Linked DNA regions of Mus musculus: region 2 is linked to region 1. The links are chromatin contacts, called in public HiChIP or PLAC-seq maps. All regions are on one chromosome and are shown on one strand. Each heading gives the region's core, a stretch centred on a gene start, on an enhancer-like site or on the middle of the called end of the contact. The rest is flanking DNA. Distances are from core to core; before and after follow the strand shown.

Region 1 (4,943 bases), core at 687-3,186:
GGGCAGAGTCATCACCACCGCCCCCGAGCACCTTGCTCAAAGCCTAAGGCTCCCCAGTGCTTCCTCTGCAGAACTTACTGTCGCCATTGGTGAGCACCCCGTTCTGTTCGCTGCTAGCCAGTGCATCTGTTGTCAGGCTGGTTGCCGAATGGCTGAACATGTCCTTGTCGGAAGGCTGAAAAATCCAAACACATCTTCTATTAAGAATCTGCTGGGCACCAGCGGATACTCCAAAAATCAAAGCAGCCAAAGAAATGCCAGAGTCCATTGACAAAGTTAGGTAAAACAAGAACGGTTAGACTGAACACCATGGATAACTAGATAAACTCAAGTGTTGAGAGTGGGGACCACTTTCTCCAATGGAGAATGGCTGAACTTATTTCCTAAGTATGGTTCTGGTCTCTCAGGCACTGGGGGTCTCCCAGGACTGCAGGCAGCGCATCTCACCAGGTGGTTACAGATGGGCTACGGGTACACTGTGTTTTCCTAGCTCAAGGGGAATGGAGACCACAGATTATTGTGTGGGTCAGAACAGAGCCCAGCAGGGATCAATGCCATCCCTAAAACACAGGTGGTGACAAACAAACAGCAAAGTGTCCCGACAGGAAGAGATTTAAACATGGTCAACACAGCATTTAATGCTATACATTCCCGAGCCTATTTCCGAGCTTTATTGAAACGATCATCTACTGAATAATTGCTTTGCAAACCTTTCCTACTTTCAGAGATGCACAGACACTTGGGAGAACTGATTTTGTTCCTCTGGGCTGATGGTGCTGTGTGGACTGCCTGGAACAACATGGCAGGCAGAGTCCTCACAGGGCAGAAGACAGCAGCTGCTTCTGGATGTGTTCTGTCTAACATGTCGGACCCTACCCTCTTCATGTTAATGGCTTCTGCTGCCCAAGACACAGCCCAGGTCTCAGGATATCACAGGGAAATTCTGATGCAACCTGTACAGGAGTCTTGGGTCGCTGGCTTCACAATCTTACTGACTCTGATGGGAAATCAAATAATAACAGATAATAAGTAGCCCTTGAAGTGCAGCAGTGCGCCAGTGTCCGGGAAGTCTGCTCTTTGGGCCAATACTGCTCGCATCTGCTGCTATAAAGTGACTTGAAGTGTTTGTGCTTTGCCAGGACCCTGAGATGCTCATATTGGAGAAACAGTGTCCTTAGGGGACAGAGAGGGGGACCAAGGGAAGGCTTCCTGCATAGCACGCCACTGCCAAGCTTCTATAATCTCTGTCTGAACTGCTCTTTCCCATCTTAGCCCCCATGAGAAACAAGTCAGCAAACTGGGAGTGGTCTAGGGAAGTCAGGAGCTCAGTGGGCAGCTGTGTGCAGGCCTCACTGGCACTGTCAGCAGGCATCCTGTGGATACAGTCTGTCCTGGAGGTGTGTGGAGGAGATCCTATGTGGGGAAGAGAATGAAGAGGCGGCACTCTCCCTGCCCGCAAAGGCTGCTGTCCTCAGGCAGAATAACGGGGATGAAAGATCGAGAATGACCGGCGTTCATGTGGATGCCCATATCAGAGTGACCGGCAAAGCTTGGTCCCACCCCTGAACACTGGCTTCATACAGTACTCAGGTTGAGCTGCCAGGTCTCGCCATTCCTGAGAGCACTAGGAGGAAGTGAGGCTCGAGTTGAGTTCAGCCACAACCTCCTGTCCACCTGACTGAGGAAGGTGGGCTCTGAAGAAAGACAGGGCCTATCTGTCCACCCCCCATTCCTCCCCTACCCTGTGCAAGCACTGGGGAGCATAGAGACACTGGGAACAAGGAGTGAGACAAGATAAGAGGTGAAAATAGCAGGAGAACATCAGTCAGGGCAGGAGAGATGCTGAGGTCCGGGGTGGCTGTGATGGGTGGTCTCAGACAAAGGAAGAGAGCCCTGGCTGGGGTCCAGGAGGAGCTTCCTGTCTGCTTGGGCTACAGGCACACTGGGAAGTGGGGGTTCAGGCAGCCTGGTACCTCACGCATGTGCTCTGAACATGCTTGCTGGGTGCAAACAGCCCAGGCCCCCCAGAGTTTAAATGCATATGTGCTTCCTGGCTGGGAGCAGGAAGCGCCCTCTCTCCTAGACCTGCCCTGGGGCCCAGCGGGAGCTCAACCCAGCCCTGCAGACACAGCTGCTGAGGCTGCTGCCACTTAAGGGCACAACAAAAGGTCACCACCCAGGTGGACAGCTCTCTCCTTGAGACTGCTGGGTCTCTCAGGATCCCATCAAATGCTGACGATCCGATAACGCACCAAGGCCAAGCTATGCTGTGGGCTCCAGGCCCCGATGAATGGCTGCAGCGCCACCCAAATGCATGCCAAAATCTCAGTCCCTAGTGCCACAGCCTAACCTCATCTGAAAGCAGGGCTATTTCAGATGGCACTAGTTAGGACTGAAGTCAGAGAGGTACAGTTGCTATCTTGGCTTCAAGACATACATTCAGAGAGGGAAGGTGACAGCAAGGACTAGGTGGGTGTGCACTAAGGAGCTGAGTTTGGGAACAGATCTAGCTCTGGAAGGGGCTCGTGTGACAACACTGAATGCTGGACTCTGCTCTCCAGAGCAGAGAGACAAGAAATCTTAGATGAATTGTCTAGTTGTTCCTTGTGACAGCCCTCCCAGACCAGGAGGGGCATGAAGACATCTCTGCAGAAGCTACCCTGAACACTGGTCAAGCCAGGCTCCCAGCCGTACATACAGTATACAGAAAGCCACAGCTAATATCCATTTACGTCCCCATGCCAGCTTCAGTTGTGTCGAAAGCCAGTAGCGCCATGCCTGGAGAGGTGTACTCGGACAGACAGACAGCCACACCGAGGCTTACCACATTCATCAGGTTCTCATGGTCCCCGCTATGCTGCCGTGGCTTCTTCTCTCTGAAAGGGAGAAGAAAATACCATTCTGATGTCAAATGTGTCCCTTAAAGTGAAGTGGACACCATACTTCCCTAGCCTAACATTTATCAGCTCCGCCTCTCTGGTTTTATTAACCAGGTTAATAAAACTAGATCAGAAAAAGTCCTGACCTACAGCAAAGGCTGAGCCCGCTTCTGGCACACCCCTTCCCAGAGGGTCAAGTTCACTACGGGAGACAGCGGGCTGCAAGCAGGATCTGTCTGTGCCTGGAACACTCAGATGACAGACACTGCCTTTATTCTTTAGCAAATCCTAACAATGACCTCATCTTCTCCCTTAAGAGTCTGTGAAGTCACGTGCCGTAAGGGATGAGAGAAAATATGGGAGATACTACTTTGGCACATCAGGGAGGTGACATTCTCTCAGGATGAGTCATAGGTACTTCCAGTCTACGGAAAAGTCTGCCTAGTAAAAACAGAATGTGTTTTACACAGAACAGGCTAAAGAAAGCCATTGGTTGTAAAGACCACATTTCTATCTGTGGCGAGAAGAGGGTGACACCTAGCGGGAGAGTGAGTCATTACAGTAGCAGATTCTTGAAGTTTTGGGGAGCCAAGTCTAGTGTCTCTAGGCTTGTCCTGTCCTTCAAGACCTGAGTCCTTGCTTGGCAGGGACTAGGAGAGGCTGCAGAGGCCAGAGGGCATGGGTTTCTCTTTTTGACAGATTTTAGAATGGGATCCAAATCGAGAGAGTTGAGTATGGAGCTGGCTAAGCTGGTTCCCACTGGCTCCCAGCTAGACCAGAAGGCTGCACCCTGCATCATCTCTGACAGTTCTGGGCATCCGTCTTGGTTACAAAGAACTTCACTTCTCCCTGAGCCAAGGGAGACAAGTATAATGCTGAAAAAAAGAGAAAAAAGGCTTCCATTTTCAGTGAGCCTCTCTTGTAGGAAATACAAGCCTATGTCTTCCTAAAGGGCAGTTTATCACACACAGTTTTACTAATATGTGAGCTCTCCAGGCCACGCAATAGTGAGCACCCTCAGTGACTTCCCACTGTGGCAACAGGATGTAGTACCTCACACTTAGATTTCAGTATGCCCATGGCCAAAGACAGCACACAAAGACTGTGCTCAAAGAATTGCAGAATTCATTCCAGACATTTAGATAGGAAGGGCTCTTTGCTTTGCCCTCCAGGAAGATCAATAAGCATTTTCAATTGACGAATGAAGAATGCCCTTTGTGACCAACCCATGAATGTGGGCCAGGGAGGCTCTTAATAAAGAGGCTCCGTGGGACACAGGGAAAACAGCAGGTTTAGGCTCTAGAACATGCATGTTTGTTCTAACCTGTCGCAAGTGGAACACAGGAGGACGAGGAAGGTGATGAGGAAGAACATGGCCACGGCAGCCAGACTTCCCCACAGGACCATCTGCATCTGCATCTGCCCACTGCTCAGTACGCTTCCTGCAGGGCCCATGGTGGGAGCTGGGGTGACCAGCAGGTGGGGTCAGTTCTTCATAGGAGATCACATGGGTCTAGAAGGCTTCATCCTCCTGCAGAGAGAACGACACTACACGTTCAGAATCCCTTCCCGGGAAAGGCTGAGCAGTCCCGATATCAAGATCCCAAACCAGAAAGAACCCTGACCTGATTGCTGAGTGCTGCTGTGGTGCTGTCAGAAGCTTGAAATGCATGTGTGCTGAAACCATGTAAAATTACGGTTGTGTACGAGGAGACTCCGACAGCCACAGGAATGCCACGCTCACACCTGTGTCTTCTCTCCAGGTTAGCTACCTCTATTTCAGAATCTGAAAGGTCTCTAGCAGCACTTCACATAAGAAACACAGAGCCTCCCTGTCAGGAGCAAGGCCTCACAGCCGCCAGGGCGATGTTCACAGAAGGTAGGCGTGCCTGGAACCTGGCTGGCTCTCTTCAAGTCTGTGCTGTGATGTTTGATTTCCTCACATGGGATTTGACTGGGGATGCACCAGTGTGTAGCAGAGCATCCAAAGCAGTGGGTAGTTTATCATCTTAGTATGAGGAGTCAATAAAGACTTCCAGCACCCCAAAGCAAGCAAAATATGCT
Region 2 (5,073 bases), core at 1,040-3,539, 160 kb after region 1:
TAGCTTTATAGAGCGACATGCGACAGAGTTGGAGGTGTCCTGCAATAGGGTGTGAGAGGTGGAGGCAGGGGTTTAGCTTTCGTTGTGGTTGCAACAGGAAGCCACTCACACTTTCCAAGCACAAGAGTCTCAAGATCTGATTCCTGCATGAAACAGCACTTGTGCACAGTTGCTGTACCATCTGCAGTTACCACTGAAAGGTGGTTTGCAGACTGAGGTCCCCAGTGTCCTCCCTGAGGGATCTACTACAGAAGTGTGGGATAAACAGGACCACTGCCTGGGGTGATGCTATAGAGCCAGATTGGTGGCAAGCACTTGGAATCCAGACTCCTCTCAGAAGGAGACTGAACAACTGAGCCAGCGAATCAGTACAGAGTGACACTGGAATGGTTTCTCTGGAAACTCAAGTCAAAGAGCGAGTGAGAGGCATTGGTCTAGAGGTTACCTCTTCCAGGGAACTGAAGCAGAGAGTGGAAATGAAGAGCTAAAGGTGCTATAACCTGTGCTCGAGTGTGACAAGAAAGCACTTTGCAAAGAGTAGAGCTTCCAGATACAGGGGAAATTGGTAGCACAGTGACTGTGCCAAAGCTGCCCGCTCTGCTCCCTTAAGCTAGAAAAGGCATGCAGACTCAGCCAGCAAGAGCATACACACAGTACAGTAAGAGGCTGCATTTCCTGTATTTTAGCTGCCTGTTTTCCTACTTATATGTGATGATCCATCTGCAGGATTAGGAGTACTGGATGAAACAGAGGGAAAAGTAAAGAATCTAAGTTTGATTGAAAATTTGATTCAATTTGATTTAAATTAATGAGAACACAACTATAAATATGACCACAAGTTTCTAGGGAGAAATAGTTATTTGAAGCAGGGGAAGTAAGTCCCATTCCTAAGATAGCTGGCTGAAAGTGTTTAGGCTTTGGCTTCGAAGGTGTTTGTTTGCATGTTTGCATTTGAACCCCAGAAGGTGTGGTCTTCAGGAGGTTCATTTAAATAGAAGGAATCAGCAGGGCACAGATTAGACACAGGTTAAGGGAAGTTGTAGCATTTGTCAGCATCAAAGCTGTGCTGGGAAAGATTGTCCTCAGGGTGAGTCTCCTGGAAGGGTGGCCCTATTTAAAGTGTCTTAGTAAGATTATAGGAAGAATAGCAGGAGAAAGAAACACGTTTTGAAATGCCAATGAAACTATAATTAGCTCATTCGTCTCCCCCTTGAGCCATTTGAACTGTAGTCAAAGGCTAAAAGTGTGCTTTAGGTCTTCATTCTCCTTGAGGTCCGCGACCATAGCCAATGCATCTCCTGATTTGTGCTGAGCTCCCATAAGTGCTCAGAGCCCCTTTGGGGATGAAAACGACCAATGGTCTGGCGAAGGAGAAAGTGACAGTGGCTGTGTACTAAGGGAAACATTTTGGGCAGAGGAGAACTTTGATTTTTAAGAGAGGTAGAAATCAGATGATGCAGATGAACTGCAGCTACTAAGACGTAAGATTTCTTCTGGAACCAAGTGTTGGCAGGTGATTGAACATCATTGATCGATTTGTTGATCCAGCAATGCACTTAGCCTTGACTGTGTTCTAGGCATTGTGCTAAACCGTAAGCACACGATGAGAAATAAAGCTCGTGAACTCTCTACCCCTAGGAAGCTTATAAAAGTGTGAGGAAGATGCAGGATAACTGAGTGGGTAAGCAAATGGAAAAGACGTAGAGGAAATCCAGCTTGAGAAAGTTATAGGAGCAAACCTTTCTATGGATGGCCACTGAATCTGGATGAATCAGGGGTCCCAGGCAGAGTTTGCAAGGAGGTCACAAAAGGCTGATGTCTCAGCCAGGCGAGTGGCATGAAAGGCTCTGAGACAGGAAACAAACTGCTCTTTGAGGAACTGAAAGGAGGATTTGTAGCCCAATTTTGAGGCTTGTCTTTGAATAAAAATGAGACTCCCAAGCCGTAAGTGCTGGTACACTGTAATCCCAGCACCAAGGAGTTGGAGGCAGGATGAACATGAGTTCAAGGCCTGTCTGGGCTACATTCTGAGACCTCTCTCAAAAACAAACAAACAAACAAACAAACAAACAAACAAACAATAAAAGCAGGGCATGGGGCATCTGAGTGAAGATCTCCTAGAATAAGGGGATAATTAACAACCTCCGAAGGGCAAAGTGTCCCTGGTGACAGACATTTGGGGCACAATATGCATTTTAGAAGGAGAGACTGAGGAAGTCATAAGGAACTCAGCCAACACTTGAGCTTTTGGTCATGATAGGCACAATGAAGAGGATACAAAGGTTGTGATGACGTCAACGAGGAAACCAGAGAAGGCTTTCAAGAAGAAGCCAGCCAGCTAACATGGAACAGCTGCACCTCGAGCGCGTGAAAAGACCCCGAGATCTGCTTGGTTCTCTGTAGCTTTTCCTGGGTGTGAGAAGGCTCGGGCCATTCCCACTGTCCCGCATCACACAAGCACACCACACACGATCCTGTCCAGAGTTGTCCTGTGCCCCCCACAATACACACCTCATCCAGGAAGCCTAGGGCATTGCTCGTGAATGCTTCACTACCTCCCCTTCCTTTTCTCTCTCTACCTTTCTTTCTGTCGCCCTAAACAAATAATCTCTTCAACCCAGCTGCACTGCCAGTGGCATCTCCTCCTCAGTCTCCCCAGGTGCGTACTGGGAAGAGCTGTTGCAACGGAGGAAACCCAAACTGCCAAGAGCAGGAAACCTGTGTGAACGAGGAGGCCAGACCAGGAAATGGGTGTAGCACACTTCACCGCCAAACCAAAGATACGGTTCCACAACCTGCTGCCAGTTTCCGGCTGTGGGGCCTGGCAGCCTCTGGGCCAGGTACTCCCATCGTCCTCAGCGTGTGTATGCACTCTGACCAAATATGGAATCAAAGGCAAGACACGCATGTGAAATATAAGAGTTAAGTGCAGAGTTCAGTTTTCAAATCTAGCACAGATCTTATCACATTGTTATTAAAGATGCACTCAGTGCTATCGAATTATTTAATGTAGACCCAGTAAAATGTTCATGTATATTTTTATTGTAGAAGATGGTCATTTGTCCATAACTGAGTGCCACAAAAATAAACTAAGCACCAGTTATATGCCAAATAATCAGCTTGGAAACAGATGAATCAAGATGGTGATGCTTTGAGATAGGTCTTTTCAGCAAGAGGTGAAGGGACAGCTGACACACTGGCCACTCATTAGCAGCTCTGTGAGCTTGGGCGGCAACTTTGCCTTCTTTAGGCTTCAAGCTAAGTTAACCTCTAAAATGTATCTGTATCTGCTCTTCTGAATCTGCAGATTCGATGCACCAAGATTGAAAATCTTTTAAAATTGCATCTGTATCAATTTTTTGACTTTTGTTCTTATGGTCCCTCGAAGAATACAGCATCACAGGGCTCACACAGCATCTCCATTGTATTAAGAGTCTTGAAAGGGTTGAGGAGATGCCTCTGTCAGTCAAGTGGCTGCCACCCAAGCGTGAGGACCTGAACTCAGATCCCTAGCACCATGTAAGAAGCTGGGAGTGGCAGTGTGCACCATAACCCCAGGGCCAGGAGGAGGAGATGGAAGGGTTCCTTAGCCCAGTGGCCAGCCATTTAGATGGGTCAATGGTGGGCACTATCTCAAAGAATAAGATGGACAAAGGTAAGAAGGAAGACCTCTGCTGTTGATTTCTGGAGTCTATATTCATGTGTGTGTACACATACATTATAAAAACACAAAAGTAAAATTTATAAAAAGGATATTTAGAGATGATTAAAGGGGAATTATGATTATGTGGGAAGATATTGACAGTTATGTACAAATGCATCATCATTTTATATAGAGTTTATGAGTGTACGTGCATCGTGTAAACACAAGGAAAAACCTCAATGGATACCAAGGGATGGTAGAGTGACTTGGATTAATGACTAATGAGTGTCTTATATTAAATATCAAGCTTAACACTGGACATCTTGAACTACTCATTAAATGGGAGTTTCCCATCACCTCAGAGAATACTGGGCCCTTTGGTCCTTCTTGTTCACCATACACTAAGCTAACACTTGATGCTTCTCCATAGATCAGAGAGGTGGGATGCAGGTAGGGATAGCTGTCTGGAACTAGGTCTCCCCAGGACAGGAGCTCCCAGCTATCAAGGCCCCTCCAGGAGCATCAGTGCATGATCTACTTCAAGAGCCTGTATCGAAATTGGACTTATGATCCAAACAACAAGAGGGAAAGCATGCTAAGTACTCGGTGCTAGTGAAGTCATGGCTAGTGTAAGAGAATATTATCACTAATTCACTAAACCAGCACAATCCTTCAAATAGTCTATGAGCACTATGCTTTGTACCCACAGATAAGAAGTTTCCCTCACCATGGAAACTTCTCTTTGCAACAGAGAACACTACTACAGACAACAAGAACTAACCACAGTGCAAAGTTGGGGAGCGCACGCCCAATAGATGCATCTACAAGACACACCCATCTACAAGACACACCCAATAGATACATCTACAAGACACACCCATCTACAAGACACACCCAATAGATACATCTACAAGACACACCCAATAGATACATCTACAAGACACACTCATCTACAAGACACACCCAATAGATACATCTACAAGACACACCCATCTACAAGACACACCCAATAGATACATCTACAAGACACACCTGCATCTAAGGCTCAAGGAGCTCTGCCGAAGAGGGCATGAAAAGAATGTAAGACCCAGAGGGTCGGGGAGCTTGCTTTGAGAAAGTGTCTCCCAGCAATGTTCCAACATGAGCTGAGCAAGGACAGCACCAGTGAACATACCAAAGTGGACAGGGCAGAGCTCACTGGGCTTCAACCCTACATGGAGAACTACAGGAAACCAAGGAGAGCTGGGAGCAGGAGACGGGATCTGCCCCAGGGAAGAGCACACCAATCAGCTTTTCAGTGACAGATGGTCAGGCCTGAAAACATACACAAACGTAACATTATAAAGACCTATAGGGATATCTATGTATGTATATATGTATGTATGTATATGGAATATATGTATATACATACACATGTATGCATGCAGTAC

Evidence for each region. HiChIP or PLAC-seq counts read pairs in DNA pulled down with a chosen protein or histone mark.
Region 2: an H3K27ac HiChIP or PLAC-seq map of microglia shows a contact between it and region 1, with 4 times the contacts expected there. The contact joins two enhancer-like sites. A contact is called at or near these places in 1 of 15 datasets of contacts at CTCF or cohesin (pro-B cells), 6 of 484 Hi-C or Micro-C datasets (CD8 T cells, the G1E-ER4 cell line, embryonic stem cells and 1 more), 4 of 115 datasets of contacts at active chromatin or transcription factors (CD8 T cells, embryonic stem cells, large pre-B cells and 1 more) and 2 of 9 other capture datasets (adipose tissue and liver).

The regions. Positions count from the first base shown.
Region 1 is chr3:9,701,880-9,706,822 of GRCm38.p6, forward strand. Pag1 (phosphoprotein associated with glycosphingolipid microdomains 1) reads right to left here. Exons shown (of 9, transcript NM_001195031.1): 4 at 4,204-4,410; 5 at 2,825-2,876; 6 at 79-175. The coding sequence starts at 4,334. Among named protein-coding and RNA genes, the nearest start is that of Gm33169, 41 kb to the left of the region's middle. Within about 2 kb of position 1,937, at least 22 of the 459 cell types and tissues checked have an H3K27ac peak or open chromatin away from gene starts, as enhancers often do. A contact at or near this core is called in microglia, where this site is marked.
Region 2 is chr3:9,863,167-9,868,239 of GRCm38.p6, forward strand. No RefSeq gene overlaps it. Among named protein-coding and RNA genes, the nearest start is that of Gm33273, 20 kb to the right of the region's middle. Within about 2 kb of position 2,290, at least 79 of the 459 cell types and tissues checked have an H3K27ac peak or open chromatin away from gene starts, as enhancers often do. A contact at or near this core is called in microglia, where this site is marked.